2 separate regions of the Mus musculus genome follow, and region 1 is linked to region 2. A link is a contact called in public promoter capture Hi-C data. All regions are on one chromosome and are shown on one strand. The core of a region is the stretch at or near the end of the contact, and the rest is flanking DNA. Distances in the headings are between cores, read along the strand shown.

Region 1 (7,807 bases), core at 5,162-7,661, 130 kb after region 2:
TTTTTTTGTTAAATGTCACTAAAATTAAATTTCCAACTATGCTCAAACAAAATATGGCTCTGGAATGCTAATAATTGCTGGAATATCTGAATTCGCCCTAACTTCTAATGAGATACAGAGGGTGACAGGAACAGTTTATTCTAAACGGGGCTTGATTCCCTCCTTAAAGTGTCCATGCACATCGCCCTGGACTAAGAGAAAAAGGAACTTCACTCAAACCCATCCTGGCTGCCATTCAAGGACCAGATGCAATAAGAATGTCATACTTAGTGTCATGGGACTCTTGCACACACATGCTCATGACACTGCAATCGCAAATGCTTGCCATTCTTTTTAAATGTGTATTTATTGTGTACATTTGGTTTTCATTTGAGCTCTGGGTAACCTGGAACTTGCTATGTAGGCTAAGCTGACAGTGAACTCACAGATATTTACCTGCCTCTGCCGCCCAAGTGCTGGGATGAAAGCCATATGCCATCACCCAGTGTGAGTATGAGTGTGTGTATGTGTGTGTGTGTGTGTGTGTGTGTGTGTGTGTGTGTGTACACGGATGACCCACTACATGTGTTGGAAGTCAGAGGACAACTTGAAGGAATCAGTTGTCTCCTTCTACTTTGTGAGTTTGGGGGATAAAACTCAGATTGACAAGTGTCGTGTCAGGGTTTCTATTCCTGCACAAAACATCATGACCAAGAAGCAAGTTGGGGAGGAAAGGGTTTATTCAGCTTATACTTCCACACTGCTGTTCATCACCAAAGGAAGTCAGGACTGGAACTCAAGCAGGTCAGGAAGCAGGAGCTGATGCAGTGGCCATGGAGGGATGTTACTTACTGGCTTGCCTCCCTGCCTTACTCAGCCTGCTTTCTTATAGAACCCAAGACTACCAGCCCAGGGATGGCACCACCCACAAAGGGCCCTCCCCCCTTGATCACTAATTTAGAAAATACCTTACAGCTGGATCTCGTGGAGGCATTTTCTCAACTGAAGCTCCTTTGTCTGTGATAACTCCAGCCTGCATCAAGTTGACACACAAAACCAGCCAGTACCTCAAGCTTGGGTGGCAAGTGCTTTCGCCTGCTGAGTCATTTCACCAGCCCTACACTTGGCATTTTTGACATTTACCAGCAAGAGTCTTATAGTGGCATGCTATCTCTATTATTAATAACTATATACCTGCAACAGTGAAAAGTGCAAGGCCCAGCACAGTGTGGGCAATTACTAAGTACAGATCCCAGCAAGGACTGAGCAGTGGGCACTGATCCCAGTGGGCAGCTGGTGACTCTCCAAGACCAGCAGACAATAGGGACAGTGGCCTCTGCTGGGTTAATGCACCCAAAAGAAAGGCATACCATGGGCATCAGGTATAGCAGATACAGACCAAGCTGGGCCAGGACAGGCATCCTGATCATCTCTACCCTTAACCTGGTAACTCAGTTTCTGCCTGTGTTTCAGCCAGCCTCTTACTCTAGCACAGACAACCCTGATGTTGTAGTCCAGCCCCCCTCCCTCCCCCACCCCGCTCCCCCCTGCCTGAGCGTCCCTGAACAGCTGTGCTTGTGGAAGAAGGCAGAAGCCCGCCCTCCTCCTGAGGTCCTCATCTCCCTGCTCATCTTCCCACAGACCCAGGAAACAGGAAACGTGCAGAAGGAGATTGCTGGGATCGATAACTCATCCTGTACACTGCAAATCCATCCTATGTGTTTTCCCAAGCTCATCTAAAACAGACCAAAGACGCCACTAGGTGGCATAACAAAGCCTGCCACCCCCAAATATCGTATCAATTTAACAATAATGACTGTACTGCCTAGTTGTGTGTCAACTTGACATAAGCTAGAGTCAGCAATGAAGAGAGAGCCTCAATTAAGAAAATGCTTCTATAAAATAGGACTCTAGGCAAGCCTTTAGGGCATTTTTTAACTTATGAGGAAGGGCCCAGCCCACTGTGGGTGGTTCCATCCCTGGGCCTATGGTCCTGGGTTCTATAAGAAAGCAGGCTAAGCAAGCCATGAAGCACCCCTCCATGGCCTCTGCATCAGCTCCTGCCTCCAGGTTCTTGCCCTGCTTGAGTTCCTGTCCTGACTTCCTTTGATGATGCACTGTTTTATGGAACTGTGAGTGAAATAAACCCTTTCCTCCCTGAGTTGCTTTGGTCATGGTGCTCCATCACAGCAATAGTAACAACCAAGTAAGACACTCCATTCTGACTATTTTGAGTTATCAATCTGTAATGGAATTTCATTGGTTTTGGATAGCGCATTTGATCAATCAGGCAAACCAGAACAGGTTCTCATACAGCTCAGGCTAATGTCAAATTCACAATGTATCAGAGAATGACCTTGAACTTCTCATCCACGTGCTCTACCTCGTGAATTCTGGGATTCCAGTACGTGGTGCACCACTATGCCTAGTCTGCATAGTGTGGGGCTTTGTGCATGCTAAGAAAGCACTCCATCAACTGAGCCATGTCCCTAACCTCAGTCCCACCTTGTGCGTCTGCCTTTGTAATTTCTACCTTCTGGGTTTGTTTCCAATTCTATTTCGTGACTTCTAATCGAGTAGCTTGGAACATTTACTATTGACATTCGCTGTCTTGCAGGTTTCCTTTTATATTACAGTTGGAGCAGAGTGCTTTATTGTATATGTGCACATAGATTCTGATCACTGTGAAAGGGTATGGCAAGGTGATTGGTATGAACAGAAGATTCTGTGGAACAAGACTGAAAGCCACTGGTAGGTGACTGACCTGCTCTTTATTGATTCTCTGCTCGATTGATCACCAGCTCCACTTCCCAATACTCCTCCCTCCTTCCCACTGGAGCTGTGCCTCAGGCTCCTTAGTTCAACTCTTCCCAGACCTTGTTCTTCTGGGCTCTTGGGCTGACAAGACTCTATTGGCTTCATTTTCTCCTAACAGCAAGCCCAGTCATTCTGTACAGCTTCCTCAGAGCCACTCATGTTATGTTCTGACCTACTCACTCCAGCTTGGTGTCCATCTGAAGTCTCTTCTGGGTTGTCACTGCAGATTGAAGGTGCTTCCCTGCTGCCAGTGGAGTCAGAGTCCAATGCTTCTTCGTTATGCAGCTGTAGCTCCCTTCAGCCGAGCTCCTGGAGCTGCTTAGGGCCAGCCTGTCGTCTATATGACCTGTATCTTCTTCACACCATCGAGAGTTTATTCTCTTACAGCAAGGCATAAGGAAGGTTGTATACTACAATGATGGACATCCTTTAAAGGATGCTGCTACCAAAGTCTTTGTTTCTGTAGTTCCTACTGCCATACTCCAGGGCAACCAGGTCAAGTTCTCCTGGGCGTCCTTCACTCCACTCTGCTACTGACAATACCAATGGAGTTAACCCCCACACACACAAATTCTAATTTTTTGTGATTTCTTTTTTAAAGTGTAATCCTTTTAAATTTTATTTTATGTTAATGGATGGTTTGCCTGTCTATGTTCACCATGTGTTGTGCAGTGCCCAAGGAGGCCAGAAGAGGGCAGTTGATTCCTTGGAGCTGGAATTGCAGATCGCTGTGAGCTGCCGCAGGTACTGGGAATTGAACTGGAGTACTCTACAGGATTGGCCGCTGCACTAACCACTAAGCAATCTTTCCAGCCCTCTGCTTCTTGAAAACTGTGTTAAACACTGTGTTAGTTAGCCTTTCATCACTGTTACAAAGTATTCAAACAAAAAGCAGGCTGAGAGAACAAGAGAGTGACTGGGAACAAAGTATATCAAAGCAGGAGGGATGCTCTTTCAGAGTACTCTCCCTCAACTCCCCATACTATGACCTACTTCCTCTAATAGGTCCCACCTCCTAGTTTCTACTACTTCTCAATACTGCCATCAAATTATGAATCCATCAATGAAATAATCTTTTTATTAGTAAAAACCCTCTTGGTCCAACCACTTGTTGATAAGACAGATCTCAAGAACAGCTCTGAACCCCAGATCCTCCTGTCTTTGCCTTAGCAGTGCTGGGATTATAGGTGTGTGCCACTAGGCCTTTCGAAGGGCCTTTTCATATTTAAATCACCTTCTATGATCATGAGTATGTTAGTTACCTTTTTCATAGCTGGGACAAAATATCTAATAGGTAGCAACTTAAGAGAAGAAGGGGTGGTTACATCAGGAAGATGATATAACCCATCATGAGTTGTTTAAAAAAGTAGTAAGAATATGGAAATTATTAATTACAATATCAACCAACTAGACCAACTCACGTTTATAGGACACTCCATCAAAAATACTATATAAGTGCACTAGAATAGAATGCTCATTTAGTTAGTCTTTGGTCTACTAAAGAAACTTCAGCGTGTATATATATATATATATATATATATGTATATATATATTTTTTAAGGGGGCTGTAGGTGCATACAGTGAATGTGTTGAGGTCAGAGGATGTTTCTTTGGAGTCAGTTCTCTCCCTCGAGCATGTGAGTTCTGCAGACTGAGCACGGGTCATTGGATTTGGTGGCAGGAGCCTTTATTCATAGAGCAGTCTGCCGACCTAACCTCAGTTTTTTAAGATGAAAGAAAGAAAAAGATCACACCAAATAAATAATCAGATGGCAACAAAATAAACTAGACACCAGCAACAAAGGTTTCCTGTGTGATGGCTCAATAGCCCATGGGTCTGAATGAGAAATATGCCCCACAGGCTTATGTATCTGAGCTCTTGGTCCCTGGCTGGTGGAGCTCTTCAGGGGAGGCTGTGGAATATTTTAGGAGGTGCAGCCTTGCTGTAGGAAGCAGGCTTCTGGGGGCAGGCTTAGAGGCTGTTTCCACTGTTTTCACTTCCTGCTCCCTCTTTCTGTTTCCTGTGTAAGGATAAAAATGTGATCAGCCAGCTTCCTGCTCCATCATGTGATGCCTTCCCTGCCACAGTGGGCTTTATCCCTCAAGAACCATAGGCTAAAATTAACCTCCTACACACTTAAGTTGCTTTGGTCGTGGTATTTTATCACAGTTATAGAAAAGTAATAAATAGAATGAGTAAAAGAACTTGCCACCTACTCTGCCAATCTAGGTTCATTTTCCAGGACCTAATGGTGGAGAATCAATTCCCAAAGGCTACCTACTGACTTCCATACATTGTGGCATATGCACACACACATGCACAAAGATAAACAAATGTTCAAAAAGGATGTGTTGTATCCCACAAAGAGTGAGTTTCACTGTATATAAAGGGAAGAAAAAAAAAAGTCTGTCTTACCTGGATTGTGAGGTAAGCCAGGGTGTGACTTTTGACAAATGAATGACATCAAGGAAAGTGGAGAAGAAGAAAGCCAACCCGAGTGACTTTGGGAAACAGTGTACTGACTGGGTAGCTACCAAAAGAAGTATCTGGAAACTTTGTGCTTTAGTTGATAATTTGTTTCTTATGGGGTATGAGTAAGCAATTCTGGGACTCCTTTATATCAGAGTTCAACAATGTTCATAGATTGCGGAGAACTCCCATGTTGGAGAAAGAAGGGACATCTCTCTACACAGAATCAGCTGTCTTGATTTCTGTCTTCTTTCGCTTCATGTGTTGCTCAAATCAACAACCATGTTCCTGTTTGTTTCCGAATGGGATTCACTGTGGATGAAACAGTCTATTAGCTCATCTGTCCAAAGACATCTGGGCTGTTTCCAGTTTGGGTGATAAGTTGCTATGAACACTTCCATTCATAAATATTCATAGCAGTTTGTAACATTTTAAAGTCTACGTTTAATGATGGTTCTTAAACACTTTAACCTCCCTTATAGCCCAGCACCCACCAGAGGTAGTGGAAAACAAAAGGATATGGGGAAAGCGGTCCTGTTTAGAAAGGTTCTTTGGAGCAACTCCTGTCTGTGTTGTCAGGAAATGAGTAGTTTAGTTCACAGGTTAGCAGTGGCAGTTCGATTCACTCGTAAACATTTCATGGATTCACCAGCAGTTCAGTTTGGTAAAGTTGGGATAGCAAACACAAATTGCAGTGGTGACACTACACAGCAGAGATGGCCAGGCCTCAGCCTCCTTACTGCCACACCCACTCCAGTAGTGACTCTCATGACAGGCCCAAAAGCCTGGACGTAGTCCTGAGGTGAAAATTTCATGGAAACTTAGTCTCCTGGAACCGTGGCATCCTGTAAAATGAACGCTCCAAATCTGTCCTTGCCTTAGTCGGTGAACGGATCTGTGTGCTTTCCCTCAGTATTGTTTTATTATAAGTGACTTTAAGGATTGATTTTGACATATAGCTAAGTTAGATTAGCCTCCACCAGTGTTCCAATGTCCTAGGTAGTCCTTGAGCCAACCCTGGGCTTGGAATTCAGTAAGAATGTTACCTATTCAGTAACATTCAGAATTGCTTCTAGTACTGTAAGGGAGACAGTGAAAGAAATCAGGCATTACGATTCACTAGAATAGAGCTAATAATCTCAGGACTAGTCTACATAATACTTAGAACAATAGATAGCTGAGTCACTCCCATACACAGGAATTTACAATGGCCTAGGAAGAAGGTGGGTTGTGGTTTTAGGAGGAACTGAAGTATTATTCATGAAAGGGTCAGTAGAACGGAATTCCCCTGGTGCATGTTTTTCACTAGGCCCAGAGGAATATCGTATACTAAGGGACCCCTAGTGATGGGTTTAACAGTAGACTAGCATTGCATCAGACGAATCACCTGGCTCCTGTGTTTAGCTGATTTTTTTTTTTCCTCGAGACAGGGTTTCTCTGTGTAGTCCTGGCTGTCCTGGAACTCACTCTGTAGACCAGGCTGGCCTCAAACTCAGAAATCCGCCTGCCTCTGCCTCCCAAGTGCTGGGATTAAAGGCGTGTTTAGCTGATCTTAAGGGCTGTTCCTATCTCAGTTGTAAACACTGCCTGGCTCCCCCCTCCCCCAGCTTTTTATGTATGCATTTTCTTTGTTTTGTGTAAAGTACCATAATGCATCTCAATGTACCTAGGCAGATGTATTCACCTACCTTTCTGGTTTTTCTTCTGTATTATAAGACTGATGCTCACTTTGAAATTACATTCAGATACAGCACACTCCCTTGTGTCCGTATTTGTTTGTCACTTTTTGCTGACTCCTGCCCACCTGTACCACTCCCTCGAATTGAGGGGGGGGCCCGACTGAGGGCAGTTCGCGGCATGTACTAGTCAGCCGGAGGGACCAAGGTCAACGGGAACTCCAGGAGAAGTTCTCTGCTGTGCCTCAGCCGTTAGTTCTATAAGCAAGCTTAGCTCAGCCTCCGTCACTGTCGACTGAGTCTTTTTTATATTCCCTTCAAACATCACGTGTCCTCCACTTGTCTTACCTCAGCACGTGTCTTGTCTCAGCTGACAGCACTCTGCCAATCAGCCTAAGTTCACAGAAGCAGCAAGAAATTGTAGCACACTACCAGAAACTTTTTGGTGTGTTTCTTTTTATGGAATCCCGAAAAATGCAGCTCAACTACGCAATGTAAGGCGAACCAATAATACATGTGTGTCGTTAGTGAAGGATCCTTTATCTCGTGTCCTTTCCCATGCTTGCTTTAGCAGAACATCCTCTCTCCTGTGTCTGCTTCAGCCAAATGTTCTTTTATGAGTCTGTCAGAGCCTTTCACCTGTGTCCACTTCAGCTAAATGTTCCTTCACATGTTTGCCCCAGCAAAACACCATCCAGCTGACTTTCCAAGAACCCTTACGTTTCCACTTCAGAAGCTGTTTTTTTCACATTCCCACTCTCACCCTGCCCCAGATGCCACCAGCTTGGAGCCATGTTTTGATTTTTCCTCGGCTTCCACATTTTCAACAGGGTTAGACGGCCTAAGCCTTACATTACCCATGGCC
Region 2 (6,768 bases), core at 4,203-6,702:
AGGCAGAGCACAAGAGACATCTCAAGTATCAGAGACGGACTTCTCAATACGGAACAGTGCTCCTATGGACCAGAGTTTGTCCCGAGAGCCCCAGTGTGGACGGAGGCAGGAGAGAGGCAGCCTAGCTTCTGCCTCTGACGGCACCACTTGTCCTCGTCTCTTTTCTCTCTCTCCATTTGTAGCCTCCTCAGAAACTACCTTGAGTTTCCCCTAGAAGACAGTGGTCCTGAGTTCCCTCTGTCCTCAGGAGATGGATCCTGAGCGGGCCACCCCTTCAGGGAGAGTCCACCCCGTCCTTGTGGCCCTTGACCTCAGGAGTGAGAGAAAAGATGGGATGTCAGCATGAGTAATTGTCGGGGAGGCAGGGCTGGCTAAGGAGGGGGATGGGAAACGATAAGCCAGGTCCAGGAGAAGCCAGGTCTGATTATCCACCAGCTGCCCAGATCAAAGGGCCGCGGAATCAACTCTGGATGCTGGAAGCTGCAGCCCGTTTAATGGTTTGGCTGCATCCTTCTCCCTACCCCCAACTCCAGCATTGTGAAGGGCTGATACTCTGCAGCAGTAACACTGGAAATATTTAACAGCTGGATAGCACAGGCACTGGTCATTCATAGCCCAGTATGGCCAGAGAGCAGAGGGACAACAATGAGGACTTATCAATGGGCCTAAAGTCCTTGGATATGGGAGAGCCCACTATGAAATTTCAATGTGTAAATACAAGCCATGGTTCAGAAAAAGGGGACCCAGTGCAAAGGAGCCCTATATCAAAATACAGTGCAAGTGACACTTGAGTTAGAACTATCCTAGGATGCTTGGTATGGTAAGAGACACCTAAAATAGCAGCACTTGTGAGGTAGAAACAGGAGGATCAGGAGTTCAAAGCCAGCCTCAGCTGCAAAGCCAGTTTGAGGCAGGCCTGAGCTACCTGAGACCTTATCTTAAAACAAAACAAAATAGATTATATTTGTTACAAGTTTGATCTCCTCTCTCTCTCTTTCTCTCTCTCTCTCTCTCTCTCTCTCTCTCAAAGGTTAACCCAGGCTTCTCAGTTTATGCAAGAGGAGCAGCAAGAAGAGACTGGACTCCTGCAATCACCAGTGAGGCGGAGGTGGGGAGAGGGGGGGTTGTGGGACTGCCTCTGATACTGTCCAGACTCATTAAACCTGCCTGGCCAGCACTGTCACCCAGGCTGACAGAATGCCAGCCAGCATCTATCCCCTGAGGCAGAGAGCTGCCCCCCACCCACAGCAGATCTTGCCGCTGCTGCACATGAATCGCACAGTGGCCATTTCTTGCACACCACAGAAGGATATGATGATGATGGCTGAAGAACAGCATAAAATACAGAAAGGATTGTCAGGGTTGGGGCTGGAAGAAGCCAGAGCTTCTTCGTGGCTGAGCTTAGGACAGAGTAGCTTAGATGTTTCACAGACACAGCAAGTCTTTAGAAGAACAAAGCTGGGCTGGAAGTCCCTACCCATGGCTTCCACGGCCTCATTTAGCAAAGCTTCTCTTTGAGCATCCCTGCCCTCTGCCCTGGGAACTCTGTCGTCCCATCAGCAGATGGGGCCAAGGCCAGGATATCTGCACGGCTGAATCTGAAAGTGTATTTGGGGTGCAGTGTGAGCACGAGGCTAAGTTAAGGAGCACTGTTCAGTGAGTTTCTACTTGGTATCCAGCAAGGGTTTACACTATCTGGAGACATTAGAATTTCACAAACACACACACACACACACACACACACACACACACACCACAAAGTGTTCTATTATCAGACCCTATATAAGTGAGAAGACTTAGGCTCAAAGAGGTCAAATGTTTCCTTGGCACCATTAACCTGTCTAGGTGCATGTTCTGAAAGGCTCCCTGGAGCAAAGGTGGCACCTGTCTGTTCATGGTTCTCTCTTTAATGTCTTCTCTGTGAAGGGCTCAGCCATGTCCAGGTCTGACAACATGTCATGGCAGATCAAACAGCAGAGGGGAAAACTCCAAGGCTGAGCAGAGTGGAGGTAGGAAGGGAGACGAGGCACCCAAGATGGAGCGGAGGGAGAGATGCTGCAGAGACCATGAAGTAGCTCCTGCCTCTGCTAGTTGGCTCTGACTCACCTACAGCAGCAGACACCTCAGAGAACACTTCCCTAACTCCATGTAGTATCTTCCCAGACAATACCTGTTAGATTATTAATATATAATTGCTCCATGGTGACAATGAAGGGAGAGGTGGTATGGTTATGAGGGCAGTGACATAGGAAGGTCCCGGGACCTTCAGTGTGACTGCAGTGTGTCAAATACAAACGTTTGCATGCTCACCTTGTTGCACTGGTGTTGTCTTGACTGAGGCAGAGCTCGGGGAAGCCACTGAATCCAACAGGCTTGGGCTTGAGAACTTCCTTTCCAGGAGGGGTGGAGGACGCGACCCCGTGGTGCCAAAGAGCCCTGTAAAAAGAAGCAGATGGAGCTCAAATGCCATCCTACCAGCTAGCCGTGGCTTTGAGACTTTGGAGGAAATTCTATCCTTCCTCTGAGCTTGTCTTAAGAGAATCCTTGCCCCAGGGCCAGTAGCCACAGGTACTCCACGAACAAGTACCAAATCAGAATCAATATAGCAAAGAGACTGCTTCCCCAAGGAACACCAACCAGCCCTTGTCCCGGAGCCTGGATAAAGCAATACAGACATTCCCCAGGCCAAGAAAGGTGATGATGGTCACACCACAGACCACTAGCTCAGCTGATGTCATGCAGATGTTTGTGACAATAAAGCCAGCACTCACCAGGAGAATCTGACACTTCAAAAGCAAAACTTGGATGTGCTGTTGTGCCTGGGTAACTCTGCCTTGAGAAGTTCCGGAGTGGGGACACAGTGGTACCAAAGAACCCTGCAAGAGGCGTCTGGGATGAAGTTGCCTCCTATCTATCAGTGGACAGGGTATATAAATTCATCAACATGCCCAGCAAAGATTCACCTCAAATGGAGTGGTTACTTACCAAAAGGTCCCAGGCGCCCAGCAATCTCTGCCAGGCTGGCCCGCAGGCTGGGCAGCAGAGGTAACGACCGATGACCAAGAGTGGGGGCTGCACCTGCTCTTAAAGCTACATCAAACTTCAGCTCAAGCTCACTCTGATGAGGCCTGGGAGCACTGGTTGGAGGTGCTGTCGCTGTCAGAGCAGTGGCCCAGGTCACGGTGCCCATCCTAGGTTGAGAGTGAGCAGTGGGCCGCTTGGTGGGCCCTGAGAGGCGGGATGTGGATTCGGGAGGCAGGGAGGAAGCCCAGGGTGTAAAGCTGCCTTCAGCAGAGCCCCACTCTGGGAGGTAGTTCCCAGGGGACCCCACCAGCAGTTCCCAAAGGGGATCAGTCCTCAGATCGCCTTCCTCCTCTTCCTCAGACTCCTGGCCTAGTCCAGGAGAGAGAGGATGGGTCTCGGTGACAGGATTTCCCCAGACAGCAGCAGGTCCCCGGAGATGGAATTTGAAGTTTAGCCCCAGGTTGAGAGAGAGCATAGAGGCCTCACTCTGAGGTGGTGGGGTCAGAGTAGTAAGAGGGGCACCTGGTACAGAGGAAGCAGGCTGTGGACCCACAGGTACGGCAAGCAGGACCCAGCAGAACAGCCCCAGCTCCAGGCAGCTGCGGCCTGCCATGGCCCCACCTGGCTCAGCAACGCGGGTGGGCAGGGAGCTCACTTCTTCAGCAGCTCAGGGGTCCTAGAGGGAGAAGTGCTGGGAGTCAAGGCCTCCACCCGCCTCTTCCCGGATCAGATGCCCCAGGCAATGGCTCTAATCACAGAGAAGCAGGTGCAGGAACACAGGCAACGTGTTCTGCCTAAAAGAGGCATGGCAACTCTTCTTGCCAGCCCCCTCTCCACTACCTGCAGGCTCCAGGGCAAATCTCTTCCCTGCACACACTACCGCCATGCACACCCAGCCTTCCCACAAGGGGGCCTGATGTCTGACCAGAAGTCTGACTACAAGCAGGAGCCTCATCCTGAGCCAGAACAGAGGGAATCAACTTAACCTCCCAGAGGCAGATTCCCTCCCTCCTCACCCACCCCTCTACCCAGCTTTCTCCATCCCCCACCCCCCATCTCTCAAATATCTACTGAGGCCCACTGTATATCAAGCATCGTCCCAGTAATACAGTGGTAAAGAATGCAGACCCTTCCGGTTCGCTCCTGATCCCCACCTCCAGACCCAGCAAGAAACCACTGGTGCACAAGGCCCTCAGAAAGGGCAGGTCACAAGCCTGAGTGATCTGACCTGCAAGGCCATACAGCCAGCGAAGCAGGGTCCCGGGCCTAGCAGAGGCTCTCCGGAGCCTTTCCCCTCTTTCTAGGGGTTTGGCCTGCAGCTACCCTCCCCATGACCTCAGGAGTTTTTGAGGGAGGGACCATTAACCCTTTCTGGCTCCGTAGGAAAGGAGGTCAGGCAGGCAAGCTCGGTAAGGGGCAGCAGCTGCAGAAAGGCTACCCCCCTCCCCAGAACACATCTGGTGGGGGAAGGGAGAATGAACCAGGGACACACGTGCACCCAGTACCCTTACATCACACACACACACACACACAGCCGCACCTAGCACCCGTGACACACTCACCCACGCACCCTTCACACACTCCTGCACATATACACACTCCACCCTGATGCGCCCCTTTCCCTCCTACGTAGGCTCGCTCTCTCTCTCTCTCTCTCTCTCTCTCTCTCTCTCTCTCTCTCTCTCTCTCTCTCTCTGCATATGCAGTCAGCAACACACACAATCCTAACACACTGTACATATACACCACACACCATCATTTCTATCAACCCCATCTCACGCCCCTTACACACCCACCCCTCGCAGGCACACAAGCACACGCGCGTGCGCACACCACACTCCCGCTTCCCCAGTCCAGACCGACGGACCTGCTTCTCTCGCTCGGGCGAGTCCCCGGGGCCAACCCCCGGGAGAAGGGGCACCCTGGCTCAGGGGGCCCCAGCAGGGCAAGGCTCGGCGAGTCTAGCCTGTTCTCCGTTGCGCCCAAAGCCGGGACTCGAGCTCAGAGTCCCCGGATTCCCTTTGGCTTGCCGGGCGATCGCAGCAGCTGCCGGTCTGTCCCCGGCTGGGTCTGCGACCCGCAGCGCTCTTAGCAGGCGGCGGGCGGCCGGGCTGCGCTCGCGATCCGCACTCCGCTCCCTCCCCGCGGCGCCGCCTCCTGGCTGTGAGCCCGGCTCCCCGGCCCAGCGCCCGCGCCCGGGCCCCGCAGCTGCCGGGCTTCTTGCAGCCCTCCCCGCTGCCTCCCGCGCCCTCCCTCCTCTCCCTCCTCCTAGCCCGCCCGCTGTTCGCGGTCCGCCCCTACCCGGGCCGGCAGGCGGGCGCGCACATCAGCGCGGAGCCACGGCCACCTCGCTGCTCCGGCCCCACGCGCACTCATTCACCCAGCGCTGCCAATCAGCTGCGGGAGAGTCGGTGCCTCGTTCTCAGCCTGGCGCTGGCAGCCACAGGCTCGGAGGACAGCCCAACGCACACACCCACAAGCACGCCATTCCCGAGAAACACCCTCAGGCGAGGGCACTGGGCGCGCGCGCGCACACACACACATTCACACGCACACAAGTACGTGCACACATGCAACAGTAGTCTGGCATAGGTTAGTATCCCAAGCAATCAAAATCCACTCCGTTGAACCCTGGATAAAGACTTACTGCTCTCCCTTACAACAATGGGAACAAATGTGTTCCCATTTTAGAGATAGATAAGTCCCCAGAACTTATCAAATTGCTTAAGATTGCTCAGTTTGGCGGAGACTTGAACTCAGTCTTTCTGCTTGCCTTCTTCACCACCTGGTGGTTTGCAAACATACAACCACCGAGGAAGGCCTCCTACGCTTCTTCGCAGGCCAACTGCCAAATGTCAATCCCCATTCATAGCGTCTCCTTTTGCTAAAATCTCTCCAAAATACTCAGCTTCAGAAATATCTGTGGGAGAGAATAGTGAGACAAGCTGGTGTGCGAGGTGGATCACAATTTGTCTCCAATAAGACGTGGTAGAAGAACATAGAAACAAAGAAAGAGCACCCAGCCAGCCTCATGGCACTGCTAGCTAAGAGTACTGAGCAGTCGCTAAGCCTGCTGCACTATCTAAAGGCTGTATTGTTGACTGACAGGATTAAGTGTGGCTTGTTGGAGGCTGAGGCAGGCGGATTTCTGAGTTCGAGGCCATCCTGGTCTACAAAGTGAGTTCCAGGACAGCCAGGGTTATACAGAGAAACCCTGTCTCGAAAAAAAAAAAAAAAAAAAAAAAAAAGTGTGGCTTGTTTGTTAGTCTGGAGTCTCTAAATCCCTTCATGTTTTCTTTCTTCCAAAACGGTGAATTTGATAGAAACGTGCGTGCGGGCGCACATGCGGGCGCTCGCGCGCGCGCGCGCACACACACACACACACACACACACGGAGGGAGGGAGAGAGGGAGGGAGGGAAATGTCTTTAATTCTGTCACTTGGCAGGCAGAGGCAGAAAGATTGAAAGTTTGAGATCAGTCACACTCACAAATTGATACTCTCTCAAACAAACAAACAACTCCAACCAACCAACCAGACAGACAGAAAGGCTGACAGACCAAACTGCAAAAGACTTGCCCATTTTGCTGGGTGTGAAGACAAAAACCCAGCATCACCCTTCAGGTGGTAAAGGCAAAAGGATCCAAGTTCAAGACTGCTGTTGTTGGCCATGGAGGGATTTTTGAGGCCAGCTCAGGCTACCTGATAACCAGCCTCAGTAGACAGGTAGACAAAAGTGAGCTA

What was found. Promoter capture Hi-C pulls out the DNA fragments that hold promoters and counts their contacts.
Region 1: a promoter capture Hi-C map of embryonic stem cells shows a contact between it and region 2, with 2.5 times the contacts expected there. The contact joins the enhancer-like site here to the promoter of Prrt4 in region 2. A contact is called at or near these places in 6 of 39 promoter capture datasets (the C10 cell line, embryonic stem cells, liver and 1 more), 1 of 15 datasets of contacts at CTCF or cohesin (large pre-B cells), 6 of 115 datasets of contacts at active chromatin or transcription factors (the SCID.adh cell line, bone marrow-derived macrophages, embryonic stem cells and 2 more) and 3 of 9 other capture datasets (adipose tissue, liver and pancreatic islet).

The regions. Positions count from the first base shown.
Region 1 is chr6:29,302,175-29,309,981 of GRCm38.p6, forward strand. No RefSeq gene overlaps it. Among named protein-coding and RNA genes, the nearest start is that of Fam71f1, 13 kb to the right of the region's middle. Within about 2 kb of position 6,412, at least 27 of the 459 cell types and tissues checked have an H3K27ac peak or open chromatin away from gene starts, as enhancers often do. A contact at or near this core is called in embryonic stem cells and pancreatic cancer cells, where this site is marked.
Region 2 is chr6:29,174,132-29,180,899 of GRCm38.p6, forward strand. Prrt4 (proline-rich transmembrane protein 4) reads right to left here and starts at 5,453. Exons shown (of 5, transcript NM_001101443.1): 1 at 5,326-5,453; 2 at 2,986-3,700; 3 at 2,772-2,876; 4 at 2,311-2,436. The coding sequence starts at 3,637.